Regions from separate parts of the Sus scrofa genome. Here regions 2 and 3 are each linked to region 1. Evidence: chromatin contacts called from public HiChIP or PLAC-seq data. All regions are on one chromosome and are shown on one strand. Each heading gives the region's core, a stretch centred on a gene start, on an enhancer-like site or on the middle of the called end of the contact. The rest is flanking DNA. Distances are from core to core; before and after follow the strand shown. Region 1 has its middle 21 kb from the start of SLC38A2. Region 2 overlaps LOC106510390 (a long non-coding RNA gene). Region 3 overlaps LOC106510390 (a long non-coding RNA gene).

The links. HiChIP or PLAC-seq counts read pairs in DNA pulled down with a chosen protein or histone mark.
Region 2: an H3K27ac HiChIP or PLAC-seq map of skeletal muscle shows a contact between it and region 1. The contact joins two enhancer-like sites. A contact is called at or near these places in 3 of 47 Hi-C or Micro-C datasets (embryonic fibroblasts and skeletal muscle) and 2 of 2 datasets of contacts at active chromatin or transcription factors (alveolar macrophages and skeletal muscle).
Region 3: a contact with region 1 is called in an H3K27ac HiChIP or PLAC-seq map of skeletal muscle. The contact joins two enhancer-like sites. A contact is called at or near these places in 1 of 47 Hi-C or Micro-C datasets (embryonic fibroblasts) and 1 of 2 datasets of contacts at active chromatin or transcription factors (skeletal muscle).

What each region holds. Positions count from the first base shown.
Region 1 is chr5:77,144,841-77,148,762 of Sscrofa11.1, reverse strand. No RefSeq gene overlaps it. Among named protein-coding and RNA genes, the nearest start is that of SLC38A2, 21 kb to the right of the region's middle. Within about 2 kb of position 2,117, at least 8 of the 83 cell types and tissues checked have an H3K27ac peak or open chromatin away from gene starts, as enhancers often do. A contact at or near this core is called in skeletal muscle, where this site is marked.
Region 2 is chr5:77,276,260-77,280,174 of Sscrofa11.1, reverse strand. All of the region lies in intron 5 of LOC106510390 (a long non-coding RNA gene), which reads right to left. Among named protein-coding and RNA genes, the nearest start is that of SLC38A2, 150 kb to the right of the region's middle. Within about 2 kb of position 1,359, at least 8 of the 83 cell types and tissues checked have an H3K27ac peak or open chromatin away from gene starts, as enhancers often do. A contact at or near this core is called in skeletal muscle, where this site is marked.
Region 3 is chr5:77,326,278-77,330,553 of Sscrofa11.1, reverse strand. The region is part of intron 5 of LOC106510390 (a long non-coding RNA gene); the gene reads right to left. Among named protein-coding and RNA genes, the nearest start is that of SLC38A4, 160 kb to the left of the region's middle. Within about 2 kb of position 1,368, at least 8 of the 83 cell types and tissues checked have an H3K27ac peak or open chromatin away from gene starts, as enhancers often do. A contact at or near this core is called in skeletal muscle, where this site is marked.

The DNA.
Region 1 (3,922 bases), core at 868-3,367:
TTAATCTAAGTGTCAACACACCCTGAAAAAAGTTAGAAAAAGTGAAAATGTCAAATTAGTTGGGTAATATGATAAGCAAAACAAAACAGAAATTCAAGGTTCTCTGGCTGATTGTTTTGAAAGGATATAGAGACACGAACTACTACAAATGTTGCCCAAGACTTGTTTATTGTCCTTTTGTCCAGCCTGAGTTGAAAACCCCAAGAATTTAAATCATTCCAAAGAGTCTCTAAATAAACTGGGACAAATTCACTGGCTAACGACAAATGTAGATATTGTCCAGCACATGAACTATGCTACACATAATTAAGCAAGGGAAGGATGTTTTCAAATTGTAGTACTAGTTAATCCCACGGAAAATACGAGAACAAATTTCTTTTTTTTAATCAATAAAAAGTAAGGAGACTGGTTCTCTTCCTATACACTTTGGGTAACATGATACCCGGCGCTTCAGTTTTCCAGTTTGTAAAAATGGAGAAAATCCTAGAAGCCATCTCGAAAGTTCAGGTTGATTAAATGCGATAATGCATTTGAAAAGTACTTGAGAAACTGTAATGTGATGAGTGCATGCTACTTATTATTAGACAGACGTTTGATAATAGAAACAACTGTGCCTGGAGTTATGCTTATACCAAGAGTGAGTAAAAAAGCAGAGTTCCTACTCATTTCAGAATGGAAAAAAACCTAGGGCAGGAGATGGAAGTGGAAATAATAAGTTTCTAAATGAAAAAGGAATACGAATAGAACCTAGCAGAAGTTATTTCAAGTTTATCTTAGAATGAGAGTAAACATATCTGAAACTATAAAAGTTTGAAGTGCCCTTTCCCAGCTGGCACTCTCTTTGTGGGGGACAGTAGAATATTACCTGATCCACCACATCTTCCAAAATTCAGGACTACCAAAACTGTAAGAGAAGAATCTGCAGAGGTAACGTCAAAGAGTCAAGACTTTCTGCTATGTTTGGTTGAAGTCCAGACTTTAATGGGATTTTAATCTATTGCATGTCCAATGAAAAATTTAACTGAGAATAATACTGAAAAGAAATAGTGGATGAGAAACAAGAAAGGCCAAAACCCACAAATCTTGTGAGGCCGCTCCTGACAGGATTTTATGTCAATAGACTGACTGGTTTTTAGCCAGGGCCTTTTCCAAGTACTCGGTCTTTCAGCTTGTAAATCATTGGAAACTGAATAAAACACACCATAGTAAATTGTAAGTGCATGTAGATAAAAAGAACCAATGGCATTGCAGAAATACAATTTATGGCTAAAAGGGCTTAATATTCTGGTGCCGTTCTCCTCATTTTTAGATGAGTATAAGGTCCGGGAGGACCTTAACCCTAAATTAAGTGCCTTAATAAAACCTCTGCTAGAAAACAGTCTTGGACTGTCAGCAAGATGCTTGTGGATTATCTTAAGTATTAATTCGCCATTGCCCAATGGATTCAATGACAAAAACCACTAAACCATCTTTTCCCCAACTCCAACTATTTAAGTAGACTGAGACTGAACAAAATGAACAGCACATCTCTGAAACTGAGGCAGAGGAAGTAACATTCAAAAATCTGCCTTCAGAGCCACCACCAGCAAGGTGCAGTTTGTGTACTGCCCCAAATCCTGGGTGGATGAGGCGGCAGGGGCTGAAATCCAGCTTGTATTCCACTTGTCAAGCCCTACACCCTCGGATGGGACCGTCAGCGAGGAAGAAGAGGAGCCTCCTCTAAATAAAAAGCCCATGAGTCAGAAGGGCTTCCGGGCTAGTTGTCACATAGACTAGCGGGCCCTACCTGGCTGACTCAGTAGTGAGAGCCTAAATGACATAGGGAAAACCATGACTTTTCCATCTCCTGGGGTAAGCCTTTCACATTATCAAATTACAACTGCTTGGCAACCCAAACTCTGACTAATAGCCCATCTCCCACTGAAGGGTAGCAACTAGGGTCTTTATCTCCAGTTGGAAATAATATAAACAAATTACCATCTAGCAAGACCCTTGTCCGGAGCTTTAAGCAATGGCAGTCATACTCTGCTATATTTTCCTCACCATCTTGTCCTCTGACTTTAGCTCCAGCTGCATGGAAGCACTTAGAAGATGTTTCACAAGAGGGAATAAATCCCGAGGATCATTTTTCTTTTAACTTTAGCTAGTGATATGTTGCAAACTGCCACTTGATATTAGCATCTCCGATGTGGCAAAGACAAAATTCCAGATTTTTTCTTTTCCTAAACGAAAACTAGCATAATTCTTCTATGTGTGCTAGCCATGGTTCTAAGTGCTTTCTTTACAGACTCATTAAATCCTCATCAGTTATTATTCATCCTTTATATTTGTGAAAACGGAAACCCACAGCTAGCAAGAAGCAAAACCAGGAATCAAGCCAGGCTGTCTGGATCCAGAGTCCACATGCTCCCTAGATTGCCTTGCTGTAGTTGCCATTCTAGTTGCAACGAAACAGTCACCTCTGAAGAATGTATCTTCCAATCCTTCCACACTATGAATAATGCCTTAGGGTAAAGTCTCTGGGAAATAAAATGCTGTGGTCCTTGAAGTCAGATATAATGCCTAACTTTTTAAAAATATTTTAAGTATCATATCAAAAGTATATTGAGATGCAATGTTCTCAACTAAAGTAAGCAAAGACCTGCTATGAAGGTTTTCTTCGTATTCAACAGAAAACATGATTTCTGCCAACAAATGAGAAGTATTTTATTTTATTTTTTTTATTTATTTTTTTTTTTGGTCTTTTTTTTTGCTATATCTGGGCCGCTCCCTCGGCATATGGAGGTTCCCAGGCTAGGGGTCCAATCGGAACTGTAGCCTCCGGCCTACGCCAGAGCCACAGCAACGAGGGATCCGAGCCTCGTCTGCGACCTACACCCCAGCTCACGGCAACACCAGATCGTTAACCCACTGAGCAAGGGCAGGGACCGAACCCGCAACCTCATGGTTCCTAGTCAGATTCGTTAACCACTGCACCACGACGGGAACTCCTTTTTTTTTTTTTTTTTTGTAGAAGTATTTCAAAGCAAGATGAAATGTTCCCCTCTCTCCAGGGACAAGAGATGCAAAAATCCTATATTCTTTTTTTTTCCCCCTTTTTAGGGCCACACTTGCGGCATATGGAAATTCCCAGTCCAAGGGCTGAATTGAGCTGCAGCTGCCAGTCCACACCACTGCCATGGGAACACCGGATCCAAGCCACATCTGTGCCCTACACCACAGCTTGAGGCAACACTGGATCTTTCACCCACTGAGAGAGGCCAGGGATCAAACCCGCATCCTCACAAACACTATGTAACGTAACCCACTGAGCGACACTGGAACTCCAAAAATTCCATATTCTAAAAAATCATCTGATTTGTCAGAGATGGCATTCAGCATCTTTTCTCTTCAATTCTTTATAAATTCAGGTTACAACGTTTATAAAGAGAAAATTTTCAAATTGTGTTAAAAACCACAAGGAGGGGGGCTTTAACCAGCATGTCTCATGACATTTCAGCATCTCAAGCATCTTGATCAGTCAAAGAAAGAAACAAGAATACTACTTATCAGACACATGTTCTCTTAACTTTTCTCAATGAAATTTCCAGGACAAAGGAACTTGGTGATCATAAACCAGTACTCAGAATGAACTTCTAATCCTGGTCAAAGATACATGTATACAAGAACGTATGTGTAAGAATATGTGTTTTATCCAGGAAGATAGTAAAAAGGCCAATGGTTGACAGGGCTTGAAATGTGGGAAAGACAGAATAGGCAAAGTACAGAGTCCTTTTGGGGCAGTGAAAATACTCTTCATATTATGATGATGGACATACATCACTATACATTTGACCAAAACTATAGAATATATGACATGATTGAACTCTAAGGGAAACTAAGAACTTTGGGTAATTACGATGTGTTAATATAGGCGCATCCT
Region 2 (3,915 bases), core at 110-2,609, 130 kb before region 1:
AAATTACTTAACAGCATATCTTGCATGACACCAAAGAAACAATTCCAACAAAGGACTTTGATTTGATGATTGAGAATTGCCAGCCGTTTGTACAGGCCTTTGAAGAAAGGGAAAGCTGGACTGATGATAATAGCATCAACAAGAGCAGTGGAAAGTTACTTAAGCTTTAATACTGCTGTTGTGGTTGTAATTGTTTTCTCCTTCATTACTGCTGCCTAGTTTAAAAACTAGAACTCTTGAGAAAATGAGCTATATTACCTCTCCGAAACCTTCAAACAGAAATATTGATTTACGACTCTTTTTCTAGATATTGTTGTTGGAGGTCTAACTTGTATCCTATTTACTAGATTTTTAAATAAGTTCTTTCCCTACTTAAAAAGGATCGAATGAGAGGGAGGAGAGACACATGTGGCCTGATGCTGATAATCTGTCTGATTGGCCCATTCCCTACGTCCCAGATCCTGGAAATACCAACAAAAGATCTACCCCTGCTATCCCCTCATATTGGAGATGAGTGGCCTGTGGGTGTGCAGATGAAGGAAGGTACTTAGTAAAGCATTGAAGTGGGAGAACCCCTCAATTGCTCTTGAAGCAGAAAACCCTGGCACCCTGGCAAGGGAAGAGAACAAGACTTCTCCTGGGGGTGCCTGGGGGCAAGGAGTGGGGAAGTCCGTCTCCAGATGGACACTGCACACATGCTTGTTGATTCATGCCCCCAGACAATAATTACAATATGCATAATAATAAGATGTCCTACTCTGGAGTTACTTTTACTTCCAAGTAGACCACGGCTATTCAACAATCCACTGATCAATCTTCCTGGGCAATGCTGTATCATTCTTGACACGCTTCCATTCCACATCCTACCCAACACCTCTCCACACACACAAGCCCATGCCAAAAAGGTGAGAGAGCATAAGAATAACATGTCCACTTCCCAGCAGTCTACATTCAAAGATGCTGGAATCACATCGGTCGATTTATAAATAACCCTCCCAAAGGAGCAACGATGACCTTAGAGGGACACTGAGAAGGCATGACTCCAGATAGAGTTTTGTTTCTCTTTCTCTAGCTGGCCTAAGTTGTGGCAAAAAAAAAAAAAAAAAGAAAGAAAGAAAGAAAAGAAAATGACCAAATTCATGAAAAAAAATTCTATTTGCCTATAATTTATTGAGCGACTTGTGCTGAAATGCATAAAAAAATAGTGTAAGGGTTAACCCTAATTAGTTTATATTTTCCTGCCTTCCCAAGCCAGGCTTGCTTCCCTTCTCTGGTGACAGGCACTGCATTCTCTCCTGCCCTCCCCTCAAAATGTGTTCCCAAGACAGACCCAAGAGACCAATTCTTCTTTAGAGAGAATGACTAATGGGGCTTTAAGTGGCCTCCTCTTTGGAATAAAGAGCTGTGTTTTGAAAGGGCAGGGATAGGGCCCAGGTTCTCCTGGAGCCTCTGAAATCATGGCTGCCTTTCTCAAGGATTCACACACATTCTGGAGTTGGCTCAGGTGGTGACTGCCAGGAGAACGTACTAACAACTCATCATTTGTACATTACTGGCATTACTTCCACCAATATTTATTTATTGGTTGCTACAGAAGTCTATTTATTTGCTGTGAGTTCAGCATTTCAACAGGAGTTTCCTGTTGGCCTAAGGGTTAAGGATTCCATGTTGTCACTGCTGTAGCTTGGGTTTGATCTCTGGCCCAGGAACTTCTGCATGCCACAGGCACAGCCAAGAAAAATAAAATAAAATAAAGGAAATCTGCAGGAGCAATGTCCTTAACCATGAGATGTAAGCTGGGTCTATCTCCTTGGATCCTTAGTTTTCTTGCCTGTGGTTTCAGACACTAGGCCCCCTCACTCTGGGAACACTGACCTGAAGGATGCTACTCCTTAGCTACACTGGGGGAGGCAGGCGAGAACCATGATGACAGCAGGATGCTTGTAAGGGCCACCTTCCTGGCTCCTTCTATCCCCACCAGCTAACACCTCCAGAGAAGAGCAATGTTGCTTCCGAGCAAGAAAAACTCAGCCTAGAACCTGAGGGGTTGGCTTGACATGGCAACATGCTTGCGCCACACGATCAGCATCTCCTCCCTTCCTTCTCCAAACCTTCTCTTCCCATAGTTCCTCAGCACAGGAAGTATCTGTGCTTGCCACAGGGACTGATGGCATGGGCTTGGAAACCCATGGCCAGATCCCTGGGTTCAAATCCCAATTCCACCACTTAGTCCACATGACATATTGAGCAAGCTTTAATTGCTCTAAGCTTCACCTTCTGCATCCACGGAATGGATCTAACAACCGCTATGCAGATTAGAATGAGAATGAAATGGAATAATGCATGCAAAGCACTTAGCCAATATATATATATATTTTTTTGTCTTTTTGCCTTTTCTAGGGCCTCTCCCAGGGCACATGGAGGTTCCCAGGCTAGGGGTCTAATCAGAGCTGTAGCTGCCGGTCTATGCAGGAGCCACAGCAATGCGGGATCCGAGCCGTGTCTGCAACCTACACCACAGCGGGATCCTTAACCCACTGAGCAAGGCCAGGGATCGAACCCACAACATCATGGTTCCTAGTCGGATTCGTTAACCACTGAGCCATGATGGGAAGCACTTAGCAATATGCCAGGTACATAATAAGCACTCAAAACATAGTAGCTGATATTATTAATGAAACCACCATGTATGCAGTTGCTCAAATATGACAGGTCCCATTTTTCTCTTAGCCACCCTGACCTTATGTCCAATAAATTCTATCTTCTAAATATAGTTGAAGTGGAGATTCCACTTCTTCCTCCCCATCCCTGCTGTAATAACATCTTTTCTACCATTATAACCTTCTAACTTTGTACACCCATTCTCTTCCTATGCCAACCCTTCTGTGCATTTCCCAGTGGTGTGAATATTCTATAAGAGAACCGTACTCATGACACTCCACTAATTAAGATCTTTCAAGGGCTCCACGCATTACCTCCTGGATGCAATCCCAGCTCCTCAGCACACCCCCTTCAAGGCCTAGGGCTGTATTTCTCGCTCCCCGCTCACCTTACACACCTTCCTCCCAGAACAATCTCTACTTCTTAAAAGGGCCCTTGTGTCCAAGTGCCTATGAACGTGCTCTTCCTGGCACACGTTCCACTCTTCACATGACAGACTCCCCATAGCCTCTAAGACTCAGTGCCCAGCATTCTAGTCCAAGAATTCTTCCTGACTCCTCACTCACATAATACACGACTTTCTTTTCTGTTTTCTTGTCCAGCTCCTTCTGTTTAGAACAGAGCTTCTTGAAAGGAGGGACTGGGTACCTTGCCACATCCTGCATTGCAAAGGACTAACTAGGTGTTAAATCCACTCGTTCGGCACACACTTACTGAGCCCTAGGCTGGGTATTAGATGCATACTTGCGCTCTTTCATTGCACAATCCCCTATGGTTTTGCCATCCTTGGTGCCATAAGGAGTCACAAGCAGGATTTGACTACAGAAAATCTACCTCTTCAAGACTCTCACCCCAATGTCAATAGCTGCCCACTGGAAGACACAAACATGCATGTATCAACATCATCTAAATGTATTCTCACAACAACAAATGAGAAACCAAAAGTTCTGGGGATTTAATGCCTTGGCCAGCTTTTGATTGGCACGCTCAGGGGAGGCCATGTTCCATAGCGTTATAAGCTGGCTGGGGAAGTGAGACCAACCGGGGATCCAATCCCAGCCTTTCTAGGTAGAAGCTGTATGGTCTCACAAAAATTGCTTCCCCTCTTTGAGCCTCAGTTTCCCCTCCTGGAAAAGCATGGGAAATAATACTTAACCACCCACCTCACAGGATTGTGTGAAATCCAAATTAAAAACTGAATTATGGAAGTTCCCATCGTGGTTCAGTGGGTTAAGAACCCGACTAGCATCCATG
Region 3 (4,276 bases), core at 119-2,618, 180 kb before region 1:
TATACGTCAATGTTCTCTAGGGAAGGAAACTGGACTTCCGGTTTTCTGGCACTGCGCATTGAATGCCTCTTGTGTATAGCGCATTCACAAGTGCAGGTGTCCACTTGGCAAAATAAGTCCCACCCTGCTCTCCAACAGGGAGCATATAATCTAAAAAAGAAAGGTGGAACAAGAGGAAATGACATGAGAAAGAAGTGGTAGAGAAGCAGAAACAGGGAGACATCACGTCAACCACAACCGCATAAAGCAGGCATTCAATAGCTACTTGATGAGTTGAATTATTTGCTGAAAGCTTAATTTGATTTTAAGGAACATTTACTCCAATTTAGTTGGTTTAAATGAGTCCTAATATAACTGACAATAAGCTATTGCACCAACTAGCAAAAACAAACTCCTAGCGGCATGCTCTGATGGATGAGATGAAAAAAAACCAACATTCCTAATTAACATTTGGAATTCTTGAGTGAAAGAGTTGAGAAACTGTACTAAAAACCGTTACAAGAATTTAAATACCTACAAGCAAATTACCTACTTTTTTTTGACCCCCCCTTTTTTAAATCAGGAGATAATCACTTTTTTTTTTTTTTTTTTGGTCTTTTTGTCTTTTAAGGGTCGCACCTGAGGCATACGAAGGTTCCCAGGCTAGGGGTCAAATTGGAGCTGTAGCCACCGGCCTAATGTACAGCCACAGCAACTCGGGATCCAAGCCGAGTCTGCAGCCTACACCATAGCTCACAGCAATGTCTGACCCTTAACCCACTGAGCAAGGCCAGGGATGGAACCCGTGTCCTCATGGATACTAGTCGGATTCATAAACTGATGAACCAGGACAGGAACTCCCACTTTGTTTTTAATATTACTTTTTCTTGCATTTCTTACTCTCTACCCAGTATCTAATACTTGCTTTTCCAACACAAATATTACACAGCTCATACTAATTTTAGACTAGGAAAGGCATGGGTAATATTCACCAATTTGGCAAGAAAACTGAAAACAGCAGTGGAGACAAAATGGAGTGCAGTATAACAGAGTCATCGTGTGTTTGTTTTATTCGGAGCCTAGCAATGAGTATATGCTTTAGCTTTTCTGGTATTGTTTTGTCCTAATTGTCAATTAGCTCACTACTTCCACTTTGGAAATAAGGCTTGTTAATAATGTGGTGATATATTGTATCCTACAATGCTTTTTCTATTTTTTTAGGGCTGCACCCAAAACATATGGAGGTTCCCAGGTTGGAGGCCAAATCAATCAGAACAGCAGCTGCTGGCCTATGCCACAGCCTCGGCAATGCAGGATCTGAGCCACATTTGAGACCTACATTGCAGTTCACCACAACACTGGATCATTAACTCACTCAGCAGGGACGGGGATCCAACCCACATCCTCATAGATATTAGTCAGGTTCATTACCGCTGAGCTGCAATGGGAACTCCTGCATTTTCCTATTTTGAAGAAGTGACTTGTGTCTCTTTGGAATTTGAAGTACTGATTTGAAATAAAGATTTAACCCTTATTTACTTTTCTCCTCAGGTGTATTTTTATTCATCAGTTTGCCATTATACTTGCATAGTTAAAAGATACAGCTTTACTGACATCTTAATGCTTTTGAAAATTGTCCTAATTTCCTAGGATCCATAATTTCAAACTTGATTTAAGACCTCTCTGGAAGGGGAAGGGAGAAAAATGAATATTGATCAAACACCTTCTCTGTACCTTCTTTTTTGTGTGCTGGGTGTTTTATATGTCAACTCATTTCAGTGTAAGTAATATTATCCTTATTTTACCTCTGAGGAAACTGAGACTTAGTAACTAGCCCATGGTCACACTGCTAGAAATAGCAGGGCCAGAACCGCATCCAGATCTGCTGAATTCCAAGGCGTGGGCTCTTGTCCACATTGTAAGGAGACAGAATTACACAACAACTGGAGGGAGCCTCAGAGATCACTTAATCCAACAGGGTAAACCCTCCCTCCCTCTCCATCTGCTCACAACTCCACCAAACACACATTTCACAGACAAGGAGACTGAAAATCAGATAATTAATGCTTTGCCAAGACACAAGTTATGCAAGTGGTGAATGTACTCATACAAGTGATACTCGACAGCTTTACAGATGCAAAATTATTGATTTTTGGTCCTTCCAAACCCTGTCTTTTAAGTCAGTTTTATTGAGATATAATTCATATTCAGAGACTTATTTAAGTTATAAAAATCAATGATGGGCAGATGTATACACTCTTAAGAACCCCCAATAATCGAAATACAGAACATTTCCACTTGCCCCAGAAGGTTCCTCGTGCTTTGTACACTGGTCTTCCCTATACCCACAGCCCAAGGCAAAAACTGATCAGCTCTGGTCACTATTATTAGTTTCCATTTCCTAGAATGTGATGTAATTCATACCGTGTCTGAATTCTTTTCCTTGGCATGTGATTCTGAGAGTCATCCATGTTGTTCTGTGTATTTCATGTAGTTTGTTCCTTTGGATTGTTGAATAGCATTCCCTTGTATGGATCTGTTTCTCCATGACATGTTGAGGGACATTTGGGTCATTTCCAGGTCTTACAGCTATTGTGAATGAAGGTGCTGTGAACATAGGTGTGCCAGCCTTTATGTTCTCATCTTCTCACCTGTTTTTTGGTTTTCCTTTCCTTTCCTTTCCTTCCTTCTGGCCTATGGCATATGGACGTTCCCAGGCTAGGGGTCGAGTTGGAGCTGCAGCCTCTGGCCTATGCCACAGCAACCGCAACACCAGATCCGAGCCACATCTGCAACCTACACCTCAGCTCACGGCAATGCCAGATCCTTAACCTACTGAGTGAGGCCAGGGATCAAACAGGCATCCTCATGGATACTAGTCAGATTGGTTTCCACTGAGACATGACAGGAACTCCTCTTTTCTTTTCTTTTCTTTTTCCTTTCTTTTTATAACCACACCTGTAGCATATGGAAGTGTCCGGGTTAGGGGTCAAATCAGAGCTGCAGCTACAGCCTACATCAGAGCCATGGCACCATTGGATCCTTAACGCACTGAATGAGGCCAGGGATCAAACCCACATCCTCACAGACAGTATGTCGGGTTCTTAGCCCTCTGAGCCACAACGGGAACTCCTTATCTGTTTTTATTTTTCTTGAGTCACCGCAGTGGGATGACTCTACCACACACTATGTGTATGTTTAACTATTTAAGAAACTGACCGTCTTCCAAAATGGTTATACTATTTCACATTTCCACCAGCAATGTTCTGTCCCAGTGTCTTCTCATCTTTGCAAATATTTAGCCAAAATTTCCAGTCATTTCCATTTTGACCATTCTGGTACATGTATATAAGTATTCATTTGAATTTCCCTAATGACCAATGATGTTAAACATCCTTTCATGTATTATTAGACATTACAATATCTTCTTTTATAAAGGGTCTATTCAATTCATTTATTTATTTTTATAGAGTTGTTGGCTTATTGTAGAGTTTGTATTCTCTGAATATTCTGTACACAAATTCCTCATAAACTATATGTGGTGGTGGTTTTAAAAGCTAGTCTGCAAAATCTGGGCTAGCCTTCCAGTCATGTGGTGGAACTTAGTTTAACTTCGCTTGAGTGTGGGCTGGATGTAGGGGCTCTATTTGAGTCAACAGAACATGACCAAGGGGTGAACTATTACTTTGGAAAGCAGGTCATAGGAAGACAACAGCCACTGCTTCCTGCTCTCTCTTGAGCTACTCACTCTAGGAAAAGCCAGCTGCCATGTCTTGAGGACAGATTAGGCAGGCTATGGAGGGGCTCCCACGACTAGGAGCCTAGATGTGTTGGTGGAACTTCTGCAAATAGCCACATAAGTGGGCTTGGAAGTGACTTTCTCCAGCCAAGCCTTGAGATGACTGTAACCCCAGCCAACAGCTTAACTGCACCTCCCCACCAGATTCTTGGCCACAGGAAACTGATGATAAATGTTTGTCTTTATTTTAAGCTGCTAATTTTGGGGGTAATTTATTATGCAGCAATAGATAACTAACATACATGCATTGCAAAATTTTTCTCCCATTCTATGGCTTGCCTTTACACTTTTCTAAGGGTGTCTTTTAAAAAGCAAAAGCTTTTAATTTGGATAGGTCTGGTATACTATTTTTTTCTTTAATATTTTGTCACAATTAGTGTGTCTATCAAAGAACTCCACCTACCTCAAGGACATAAAGATTGTTGCCTGTATTTTCTTCTAGAATTTAGGTTTATAATCCATTTTGTATAAGGTATAAGGTAAGAATGTAGGTTCATT